2 separate regions of the Sus scrofa genome follow, and region 1 is linked to region 2. The links are chromatin contacts, called in public HiChIP or PLAC-seq maps. All regions are on one chromosome and are shown on one strand. Each heading gives the region's core, a stretch centred on a gene start, on an enhancer-like site or on the middle of the called end of the contact. The rest is flanking DNA. Distances are from core to core; before and after follow the strand shown.

The links. HiChIP or PLAC-seq counts read pairs in DNA pulled down with a chosen protein or histone mark.
Region 1: an H3K27ac HiChIP or PLAC-seq map of alveolar macrophages shows a contact between it and region 2. The contact joins the promoter of CXXC1 here to the promoter of RPL17 in region 2. A contact is called at or near these places in 1 of 5 promoter capture datasets (liver) and 1 of 2 datasets of contacts at active chromatin or transcription factors (alveolar macrophages).

The regions. Positions count from the first base shown.
Region 1 is chr1:99,938,499-99,943,998 of Sscrofa11.1, forward strand. CXXC1 (CXXC-type zinc finger protein 1) reads right to left here and starts at 1,627. Exons shown (of 15, transcript XM_003121437.4): 1 at 1,392-1,627; 2 at 475-593; 3 at 270-370. The coding sequence starts at 1,394.
Region 2 is chr1:99,046,831-99,052,824 of Sscrofa11.1, forward strand. It overlaps RPL17 (ribosomal protein L17), which reads right to left and starts at 1,576. Exons shown (of 7, transcript NM_001244558.1): 1 at 1,555-1,576; 2 at 740-792; 3 at 608-648. The coding sequence starts at 779.

The sequences.
Region 1 (5,500 bases), core at 377-2,876, 890 kb after region 2:
GATATGGATGGTCCCAGAAGTCTTTCTTCCCCTTCTCTCCTCTTCTGTCCCACCCACCTGCTCTGTCTTCATACCCCCAGAAGAGCTGCCCCTGCCAGTGGGACTTTCTATCACAGCTCACAATGAAGCCTCCGTTCCAGCTCAGCACAACCAATAATCACTCTGTCCCCAGACACATATCACCGCTCCCCAGGACTCACCTTCCCATAAAGGCTCCTCCTCCTCCCTCGAAGCCCCACTTGCCTGCCCTGTCCATTCCACTCCCTCACCTCGGCACTCGCGACAATACCACTCCCGGATGGCCTTGGCCATCTTCTCAGTGATCCGGATGCAGTCCCCATGAAACCACTCATTGCAGTTGTCACACCCGCTGCAGAAAACAGGGTGAGTGATGGAGATGTGAGGGGTCCTGCCCCATCGGCCTCCCCGCAACCTGGCCAGGTGTCAATCCTGCCCACCTCTCCCCCAGCTCACATCATGAAGCAGTTGATGTCTGGTTTGCGGCAGATGCAGTAGATGGGCGCATTCTCCCCATTCTCTGACTTGCTGTCCTCCCCAGCATCTGGAGGTTCTGGGTCTGAAGCATCCCCCTCCTGTGGGATATCCCCACCATGGCTTCTTAGAGAACCCCCATCATGGCACCTCATCCCTCCAGTACAGTTCCATCAAGGTTCACCACAGACCCCAACACTCTGCCAATAGTCTCATCATGGCTCCTCATCAACCTCTCCACCATAGTCCCCACAGATCACCCCCATGACTCACTTCTGACACCCACTACTCTGCCCCAGACTTCCAATCACTCATCCCACTGATAGCCCATTACTCCACTCTCCCACTCTTGACGGCTAGTTACAAACAACCTACCACTCACCATATTTTGCCCTCCGACATGGCTCCCCACAAATCCCCACCACAGGGTCTCACAGACACCATATGATTTATTCCTCAGCCTTCCCACCTGGGTTCCCCTCAGATGCCCGGTTATTAACCTCGGAGACAGCCCCGCCCCCTGGGTCCCTCCACACGGACTCACACTGCTCACTCCAGACTGCCCAAGACAACTCTTCGCAAGCTTATCATCACTCCGCACAAAGAATCCCCCATCCGGACCCCCAAGGAACTACCACCACGGATCCCCCCTAAACTTCCATTACGGACCCTCATCACAGAACTCCCATGTGGCTTACGCATAAATAAAAAATCTGACCATCAGCCCCCCATCATTCTACCCACAGACTCCTGTTAAGGCTTACCACGGGCCCCCTCCATTCTGCCCAGAGACTCTTCTTACGGTTCACCAAAGACCCCCTATGCGTTTGCCCATGGAACCCGCCGCTTCCAACCCCACTGACCTCGACCGCCGACCCATCCTGGGACCTCGCACTCACCATTTCTCCGCTCCTGGCGAAGCCCCTCACAAACCCCGCCAGAGACCCGCGAACCTACACAGACCGCTCGGCGGCGTCCGCGGCCGTTGCAAAGGCGCCCACAAGCACTTCCGCTTTTAGACGCGCCTCCCAAGCAAGGTACTCCTATTGCGCAGGCCCAGTGCGTCCGCTCCGCGACAAACAAGCAAGTAGCACGCCTAAAAGCCCGGACTGTCTCTCAGGCGCCGCCATCTTGACTACTGAGACCGTACGGTGGCCGCGTCCATAAGTTCGCAAGCAACATGGCCACGCCTATATTTCGCTCTACCGAGGGCGCCGCCACCTTGTCTGCGGGTCCTGTCCGTACAGGACTGTTTGTACGGCCCAGACGTTTAGGCAATATGGTCGCGCCTACTGAGCGATTTCCAAGCAGACGCCGTCATCTTGAAATCCGATTCCGTAAGGTGGCAGAGTCCCTCCGTTCATAGGCAACACATGGCAGCGTCCTAAACGGCTTCTGAGAGGGCGCCGCCATCTTGGCGGTCGATTACGATGCCAGCAGCTGGTACTGTCTAGATGTTCGCAGGCGAAGGGGCAGCTTTGGCAACGTTACCCGATTGAGACGCTCTTATTCAGTCATTTTTCCCTTCCACATGTATTTTAATAATGGGCTCCAGGCATGCTGTGCTTTGCTTTGGGAAGGAAATCAGTCCTGTTGTTACGCCTCCCATATCACCTCTGATGGAAGAAAATTTCGCATATTGGGGACTAATGAAGCCAGCCGGGCTTATACCTGATTTGTCCTGAACTTTATGTGAACTAGAACAGTCAAACATACCTTGTATTTTGCTTTAACCATTATATAAAGAATGTCCACTTTTACAGTAGGGAGAAATGCCTCCCTTCCTATGACACCAATGCTAGATCTTCTTGGAGATTAAAGTACCTGTTCCAGATGTCAAGGTAACGCTCGCTGTCTGTCTATATGCTAATTTGTAACTAGGGTCTGTTGAAACCTTGAAGAAAGGTACCCCTGTCGTGTTTGATGTATTCTCTTTGTTCTGACAGGGTATGAAACTGTGCTGAAAACCATGCTTCTCTGGAGCCCTTACTTCCTTGGTGGAGGCTGCACTCCTGCCCCAGTCCGCAGCTTGGCTCAAATAAAACTCTCTTCAGCGTTCCCTGCTGGCTCAGAGGGTTAAGGATCTGGTGTTGTCACAGCAGCTGCCCTGAGTCGCTGTAGCGGCACAGATTCACTCCCTGGCCAGGGAACTTCCACGTGCCACAATCATAACAACAGCTCTTCTGTTCCTTAGTATAGTTTATTGATTATCTCTGTTGACTCTTCCCACCACTCTTTCCAGCTGTCACTCCTCCTATCAGATGTTAGCCAGGCTTAGCAAGATTAAGCCTCTGGGCCTCTGCAGCAGCCCTCATCCCTCAGAATTAGTCCAGAGAAACCACAGACTGGCAGTAAATGATGATGACCTGACCATGTGTGGTGAGAATGGATGGACCAAAAATTTTAAAGGCTTCATCAAGTCTTCCCCTGACCCTGTGTGACCAGACACAATGAGTTTGTCACTTGGGGTGCTTCACTGATGAACACACCAAGAACTTTCAGTTAAACCGGAAGCATTTATTTCTTATTACTTATGACAAGTAAGGAGACAGGAGATAGCCCTCAAAGCTCTGTCTCCATGGGGGATTTTTAAGCCTAGGAGTAGGCATGATCCTTGTAATAGGCAGAGGTTGCTCTAGGTTGCCCAAAGCTTCAAGCAAGTCTGTTCTTGATTACTTGTTCTCACTGTAGTATCTTGTTTACTAGAATGCATCCTAGCCTTCTTGGAACATCTGGTGTCTGGAACTTTCTGAAACTTAATGGTTAGTTTCTGCAAACCAAACACACTTGGGTTTAACTCTATCCTTTCCCTACTGCTGCATAGCTAACACTGGTGACCACCAGAGTGTAGATTTGCCCAATTCCTGGTGATGTCCACTTCAGTTCTCTTGTTTCATATATGATACAGTGTTCTCTCCTATAAAGTTAATTTTTAATTTTTTAAAAAATGGAAGTGTGTATAATAAAAAAAATCTGCAGATCAGAGAGCTAGGCATCTCCTCAGGGTAATGATGTAATGATCTAACCTGGGCAACCATGGAAATCAAGTGAGATTAAAAAAATGTCAGTACACCCTCCCCTTACCCCACCACTGGATGGGAAAGTTGTGGTCATTGTAAATGGCCACATGTTCACATTCAAAGTCAAAAGTGACTTTGTTGGTTTTGGGTTGAGGAGAGAGAGGTCTGGGAAAAATTAGATTTTTTTTAAGCTTGGCTGAGAATTTTTTTTCTGGATTTCTTGACTCTGGACATAGTAACTTACAGCAACTTGTTTGGTACTCATTTAGATCTGATTTTTTTTCACCTTTCCTAAGAGTTTTTACTTGTGGTCCCCTCAACACAGTCGCAGACACAAAGACACAGGGGCTACAACATGGGTATCTGTGACCCTCTCCTCCTCCCAAAACGGGTTTTTAACCCACTAAACAGAGACTTTCACATCCAGCATAAGACTTGCCTTATTTTTATGTATTAACATTGAATTAATCTTAATTGATTGTAACTTAATTAATATCATTTAATTTTTAATTTAGTTTTTCATTTAATGTATTAACATTTGTATAATTGAATATGTGTTGGAAGGTACTTAGATAAATTTATTTATTTATTTGGCCACAGACATGGCATGTGGAAGTTCCCAGGTCAGGGATTAAACACACGCCGCTGCAGTGACAACACCAATCCTTAACCCACTACACCATAAGAAAACTCTCAAGATAAATTTACTTTAACATCAATTAATGAATATTATATAATTTAATTTTAACTTAATTACAATTTGTTGTATGAAAGTAAGCTTAAGGGAATATTGTTAGAACAGCGGGGGGAAAAAGGAGGCAATGAGATTGCAAGCAGGGTTTATTGACCAACAGAGCAGTCGGGAGCTCTGACTAGCAAGACTCAGAGAGTGCTGGGTTTTTTATAGACAAGGGTTGTTTTGTTGAGCCATGTAGTCTTTGGCCTTGGGGCTATCTTTGTCTTTGGGAGTTCATTTGTTACATGGGCCTGTTCAATAAGAAGGAGGCTGCAAGTCTGGATTTGGCTGGGTTTTGCTGATTTTTTTGTTCTTTTAGGCCTTGTTTCATTTCCCACATAAGATTCCTCCCTGTTCTTAATAGGAAAATGGGTGATGTTCTTTTCTTCTGTAGCTTCTTCCTGTTGTCACTTAGGGGGTGGAGGAGATGCAAGGAATTTGGTGGTACCTGTAGGTCCTTAAGGCCAGCATGGAGTTGACCCATTTGTCTGTGATCGATTCAATGGTTTTCTGTAAAAAAGAAAATATATGAAACAGAGGTGTCCACCTATTAGGAGAAGAAAAATAAAGACGAGATTTGTAGGAAAAGGATCTAGCCAGGAGAGTAGGGAGGAGGTAGAAGGCCAGAAATTTTGAGTTCCTTGTTGCTGGAACCAAATTGCTTGTTTTCTTAAACGTTTTATGTCTTCTCTGACTAGTCCTGACATATTTTTATAAAAGCAGCAACTTTCTTTTAAGGCTTCACAAATCCCACCTTCTTTTTGTCCAGGCCTTGGTGTTTTTGGTTTTTGTTTTTTGGGTTTTTTTTGAGCCTTGTTTTAGAGTGCGTTTGAAGTCAGTAGTTCTCTCTATAAGCCAGTTCAATGTAGAGGCCCTTAAGTGAGAAATGTGAATTTAAGAGTTAATTTTTTTTTTCTTTCTTTGTGTATATGGCACTAAGAATTCCTGGTAAGAAACCTTTTATCTAGGCTGGAGACAGACCTTTATTTTATTTTTTATTTTTAAATTTTTTTTTGCCTTTTTGCCTTCTTGCCTTTTCTAGACCCACTCCCGCGGCATGTGGAGATTCCCAGGCTAGGGGTCTAATCAGAGCTGTAGCCACCGGCCTACGCCAGAGCCACAGCAACGCAGGATCCAAGCTGCGTCTGCAACCTGCACCACAGCTCACGGCAATGCCGGATCCTTAACCCACTGAGCAAGGCCAGGGATCAAACCCGAAACCTCATGGTTCCTAGTCAGATTCGTTAACCAC
Region 2 (5,994 bases), core at 326-2,825:
GAAATATTACAATATAACGAAATAATGCAATTAAAAATTCTGTGATCAAGAGCTAAGGGGAGTTCCCGTCGTGGCGCAGTGGTTAACGAATCTGACTAGGAACCATGAGGTTGCAGGTTCGATCCCTGGCCTTGCTCAGTGGGTTAAGGATCCGGCGTTGCTGTGAGCTGTGGGGTCACAGCTCCGATTCGACCCCTAGCCTGGGAACCTCCATATGCTGCGGAAGCAGCCCTAGAAGAGACAAAAAGACAAAAAGACAAAAAGACAAAAAAAAAAAAAAAGCTAAGGAAGCTTGGTTTGAAGGTGGAGTCAATCACCTATGCCCTACACTGTCATCCTGTCATCTACAATGTTCCATACCTTCATCTGTACACTAGGTTCCCAAGCAGTTCTTTGGCACTTTTTCCTAATTCTGCAAATGCTAAAGCAACACACTCCTTACATGTATATGTACCAAAAGGTAGCTGCTCAGAATCAATTTATTTTCATGGTAAATCCAAAGGTGTCCTAAGAAACACATCACTGCAGCTACCTTTTCACAATGGTGACAACACTCACTAGAACTCATGGAACAACTCTTGTAGAGTATAGCTGTGGATTCACATACCTTAAAGTGAACACGAAGATTTGAACCTCTTGATTTGCATGCTAAAATACACAGAAAAAATTTGTGTTAATTTTGGGTGTCCTGTAGCCTATTACTCCAAAATAAAAAATGTTTCTTTTCTTGTTCACTTACATTTTGTGGGGTTTTCTGGGTCGAGTGAATAGCGAACCATTTTTAGAGGTCACCTGGAAGCGAGCAAACATAATGCTATCAATACATATTGTAACTCATACTTTATATATGGACCCAACGCAGGCAGCTGCTCAGAGAATAGTTGCCATGACTAATCCAAAGGTGTCCAAGGAAATGCCAGTATCGCAGCCACCCTTTCTATCCAGCGTTCCATCCCCTTTGCAACTACGCTAACTACAGCAGTGCTGACACGGAGCTCAGCAGCCCTCTTTAACCCTCAAGAAGATACCGTGTGTTCCAATCCAAATCTGGATCCTTCAGGCCAAAATAACTCAATCCAACTACAACCCCCTACACGCTCCCTCTATATCTTTCCACTTTCGAGGCTCTAACCCACGTTCAGTGCCACTGAATGTGAAACACACCCAATAACTAAACAAAGCCGCGACTCGAATTGACCTTATTTCCCCAGATCTCTCCGTTCAGTCCCAAACGCCCTTCATTAGCGGCCACCACTTACCGCGAGACACTGGACCTCAGGAGTCAGCACCGACCACAAACTGCCTGTACCTCTGCCACCCCCATTCCCGCGCATCTCGCCCCTCTGCCGGCGGCAGAGGCCGGACAGCATCAGGGAGTCAAGCTGTTAACTCCGAAACGTCCCCCCAGCACGGAGGAACACCATCACTAGTTAAGAATCAGTAACCACGAAGGTCCTGTCCCCAAGAATTTCGAAATCGGTGCAGCCAAGGTCAGGATGGCAGCGATAACCGGAGGATTCACCACTCGCGAAGAAAAGACGAAGACACACTCACCTCAGGCCGCTTACTGGAAAAGAAAGACCGGAGGCTCATGGGAGAACTCAAGAGAACTCGACATCTCGCGATATTTCCAGTCAAAGGAACGAGATTTGAAGAGGGGAGGAGGGCGGAGGAAAAAGGGAGTGTGGAGTATGTTGACGAATTTCCTCCTTAGGAACTGTCTCAAAATTCTCCTTTTTTTTTGTATACAGAAAGAAAGTCATGGATTTTAAATATCAATGAATTAAAAACGTGTTTGTAATTCTAGGACAGAACCATGTATTATTAGGTATAGATGAGACATTTATTCGTCAACGTTTGTTAGTTTTGATTATGTAATTATGTGAAAGCGGTTTATAAATCGACAGTTAATAAGACACACACACAAAAAGAAGATGCAAATGCTGAGATGTAGTTATGGTAATAAGAAAATTCTCAGTATAAGAATATCACCCAATCAATTGTACAGCAAGCCATGTGAAGGATGTACTAACTGAAGGGATGTGCAATTTGTAGATCCACATCTGAGAAAGAATGTCCCTTCCTTGGAAACAAAATGCCAAGAGGAATTTTCTTCCTCACCTAGCTCTTCTTCTGGTTTATTCCCTTAGATTTATGGTAACAGTTAGCTTTAGGTCTTCTTTTTACAGCCTTAATGAATTTCTTGTAAAATGTAAATGAACTCTTTAAATTGTATTTTATATGTATTTACTTCAATCTGTTGTCTAATTCTTTTTTTTTTTTTTTTTTTTTTGTCTTTTTTTTGGCATTTCTTGGGCCACTACCGCGGCATATGGAGGTTCCCAGGTTAGGGGTCGAATCGGAGCTGTGGCCACCAGTCTATGCCAGAGCCACAGCAACGCAGGATCCGAGCTGCATCTGCGGCCTACACCACAGCTCATGGCAACGCCGGATCTTTAACCCACTGAGCAAGGCCAGGGATCGAACCCACAACCTCATGGTTCCTAGTCAGATTTGTTAACCACTGCACCACGACGGGAACTCCCTCTGTTGTCTAATTCTTTATTCATTTTATTTATGTCTAGAAATCTTAGTTATTAAGACAATGGTGAGGAGTTCCCATCGTAGCTCAATGGTTAAGGAACCTGATTAGTATCCATGAGGACATGGGTTCGATCCCTGGCCCCGCTCATTGGGTTAAGGATTTGGCTTTGTCATGAGCTGTGGTGTAGGTCGCAGACACTGCTCAGATCCTGTGTTGCTGTGGCTGTGGCGTAGGCTAGCAGCTACAGCTCTGATTGGACCCCTAGCTTGGGAACCTCCATATGCCACAGGTGTGGCCCTAAAAAGACAAAAAGACAGACAAAAAGACAAAAAAAAAAAAAAAGAAAAAAATAGTGAAATACAAATACAGTCATCCTTAGCAATCTGCTTACTTGTTCTTTAATCCATTCAAAGAACATTCATTGAACACATATTCCTGACTTTGTGCTAAATGCTATGCTCTAATGGGCACTAGGGAAGTCCCAGATCTAGGGAACCCACAGTCTTAGAATGAGGGTAGGGACAGAGAGGTAGGGAACTAAGAAGTGAATGGCCAATTAGGATACTTTGGTGTGAAATTGCTAGAGTGAGCACTTGGAGTAGAAAAGCATCCCTTGAGTAGATGACTTGGCAGCTACACCATGAATGACCAGAAGGAGAGAGCTGGCCATGACAATAAGAGAAAAAGAATTATTATTATTGCCAGCAAGGTAATTCTGTTCTGGAGGAGTTCCCTTCTTGGCTCAGTGGTTAACAAACACTACTAGGATCCATGAGGATGCAGGTTTGATCCCCAGCCTCTCTCAGTGGGTTAAAGATCTGGCATTGCCTGGAGCTGTGGTTTAGGTCTCAGATGCAGCTCGGATCCTGCAGTGCTGTGACTGTGGCATAGGATGGGCAGCTGTAGCTCCAATTTGATTCTTAGCCTGGGAATTTCTATAGGCTGTGGGTACAGCCCTAAAAAAAAAGAAAGAAAAGTCTGCTCTGGGAACTGCAAGTGTTCGGATTCCTTTTGGACATGGTGGGGAGAGATAAGGGGGATTGGTGAACCTGATCTTGAAGGAAACTATTTGGCAAGAAGTTTTAAATTTATCCTAAGGTCAGTGGGGGATTTTTGAAAGTGTTCAAATGCTTGGAGGATGGGGGAGGTGACCTGGTCAGATTCACTTTTGAAAAGATCACTCTGCAGGGAGATATTTGAGATGCCTCAGGGCAAGACCAGAGGCTGGCAAAAGATGGTGGTGGCCTGAACTGGTTGGATTCGGTTTAATTTTTTTTTGGCAAAGAGAATGTAGAGTGTTGGATGAATTCAAGATATTTACATTAAGTCATATGATATCATGACTGTAGGCTGTAAAATTTGGTACCTTTGTAACCTCACCAATCTTTTCTGCTCATCTTATCCTCAACTGCTGCCAACATCTTCTCACTGAGCCTGTAACACAGTCTTCTACCTCTTTCAGTACAGGCTCTGAGATATTGTGAATTTGGTTCCAGAGCACTATAATAATACTAGTCACTCAATTTTTTGGTTTTCCAGTGCATATAAAAATTTATGTTTGGGAGTTCCTGTTGTCGCTCAGTGGACTAAGAACCTGCTAGTATCCATGAACATGTAGGTTCAAACCCTGGCCTCGCTCAGTGGGTTAATGATCCTGTGTTGCCACAAGCTGCAGTGTAGGTCACAGATGCAGCTGGGATCAAGCATTGCTGTGGCTGTGGCGTAGGCCAGCAGCTGCAGTTTCAATTCAACCCCTAGCTTGGGAACTTACATATGCTGCAAAGTGTGACCTTAAAAAAAAAAATTTTTTTTTGTTTACATGATACTGTAGTCTATTTAGTGTGCAATAGCATTGCATATGTCTAAAATAAGTACAGTACCTTAATTTAAAAATACTTTATTGCTAAAAAAAAATGCTAACCATCATCTGAGCCTTCAGCGAAGTCTGAACTTTTTGCTGGAGGAGGGTCTTGCCTCCAGGTTCATGGTTTCTGATGAATCAGGGTGGTGGTTGCTTGAATGTTGGGACAGCTGTGGCAACTTCTTTATTTTGTTTTGTTATGTCTTTTTTAGGGTCAAACCCAAGGCATATGGAAGTTCCCAGGCTAGGGGTCTAATTGGAGCAACAGCTACTGGCCTATACCACAGCCACAGCAACGCAGGGTCTGAGCCACATTTGAGACCTACACCACAGCTCATGGCAGTGCCAGATCCTTAACCCACTGCGTGAGGTCAGGGGTCGAACCAGGGTCCTTATGTTAGGTTAAAAACCTACTGAGCCACTGTGGAACTCCTACATTTTTAAATAGGACTTGTGTAAAAAAGAATTTTCCTTCTTTCCACTCTGAAATGTACTTCACTCAGGAAAGGCAGGATAAAACTTAATTTCCCCTATATTTATTGACTTTCAGAAAAATAAGTTGGTTCCCTACTGCCAAAAATGGTTGATTTAGATTTTTATAAATCAGCTTTATTGAGGTTTACTTTATATACAATACAATTCTCCCAGGAGTTTTCTTTTGGTGCAGTGGGTAAAGAATCCGGCGTTGTCACTGCAGCAGCTTGGGTTACTGCTGTTCAGTCCCTGCCATAGGAACTTCCACATGCTGTAGGTGAGACAACAACAACAACAACAACAACAACAACAAAACCGCATTCCCCCAGTTTTTAACATGGAATTTTATTAAGTTTTGACAGATATATATGGTCATAGAACCATCACCACAATAATGTAGAACACTTTCAGCATTCCTCAAATTCCCTCATATCTCTGTGTTTTTTTGTTTTGTTTTGTTTTTTAAAAAAGGTAACAGGCCCAAAATGGAGTCACTTGTATTAGGCCCCAGGTCAGCACACCAAAATTTAGTACCTAACCTAACTGCAATTGCAGCCTCCTCCAGGAGTTGAATTTTAAACCACTCAGCCTGGAATTTCCAGATTAACACCAATAAAGTCATCTGTAGAATAGACCCCTGCCCTTCTCTCAAAGGAAGGTGATGTTGCCTGATATAATCCTTTCTTTTGTTTTTGTCTTCCTTGTCCTACCCTCTCATTGCCTTTAAAAACCTTGCATTTTGTACAGCTCCTCAGAATACATTTCTACTTGCTAATTGGGATGCTGCCAACTAAGTAAACTGTGGAGGGGATGTAGGCAGTTTGGTAGATGTGGTGGGGAAGCAAGTAGGAAGAAACATGGCTGACTAGTGGTGTTTACTATGAGACAGGGACAGTCTGAAGTATTTTACATAGGTGTTCTCACTGAGAAAACTTTGAGGGTCTTCTCAGAGAGCCTGTGAGGTAGATGTCCTTGCAGTTCACATTCTCTTAACCCAGAAGAGGGATTCTGGAGATCTCAGAAAGCATGTGTCCTACTTATGTGCATTCCCAAGTCAGACACTGGAGGGGTTCTAGGTTCTCCCTAGAAAGTGGATAATAACAAAATCTGGAGA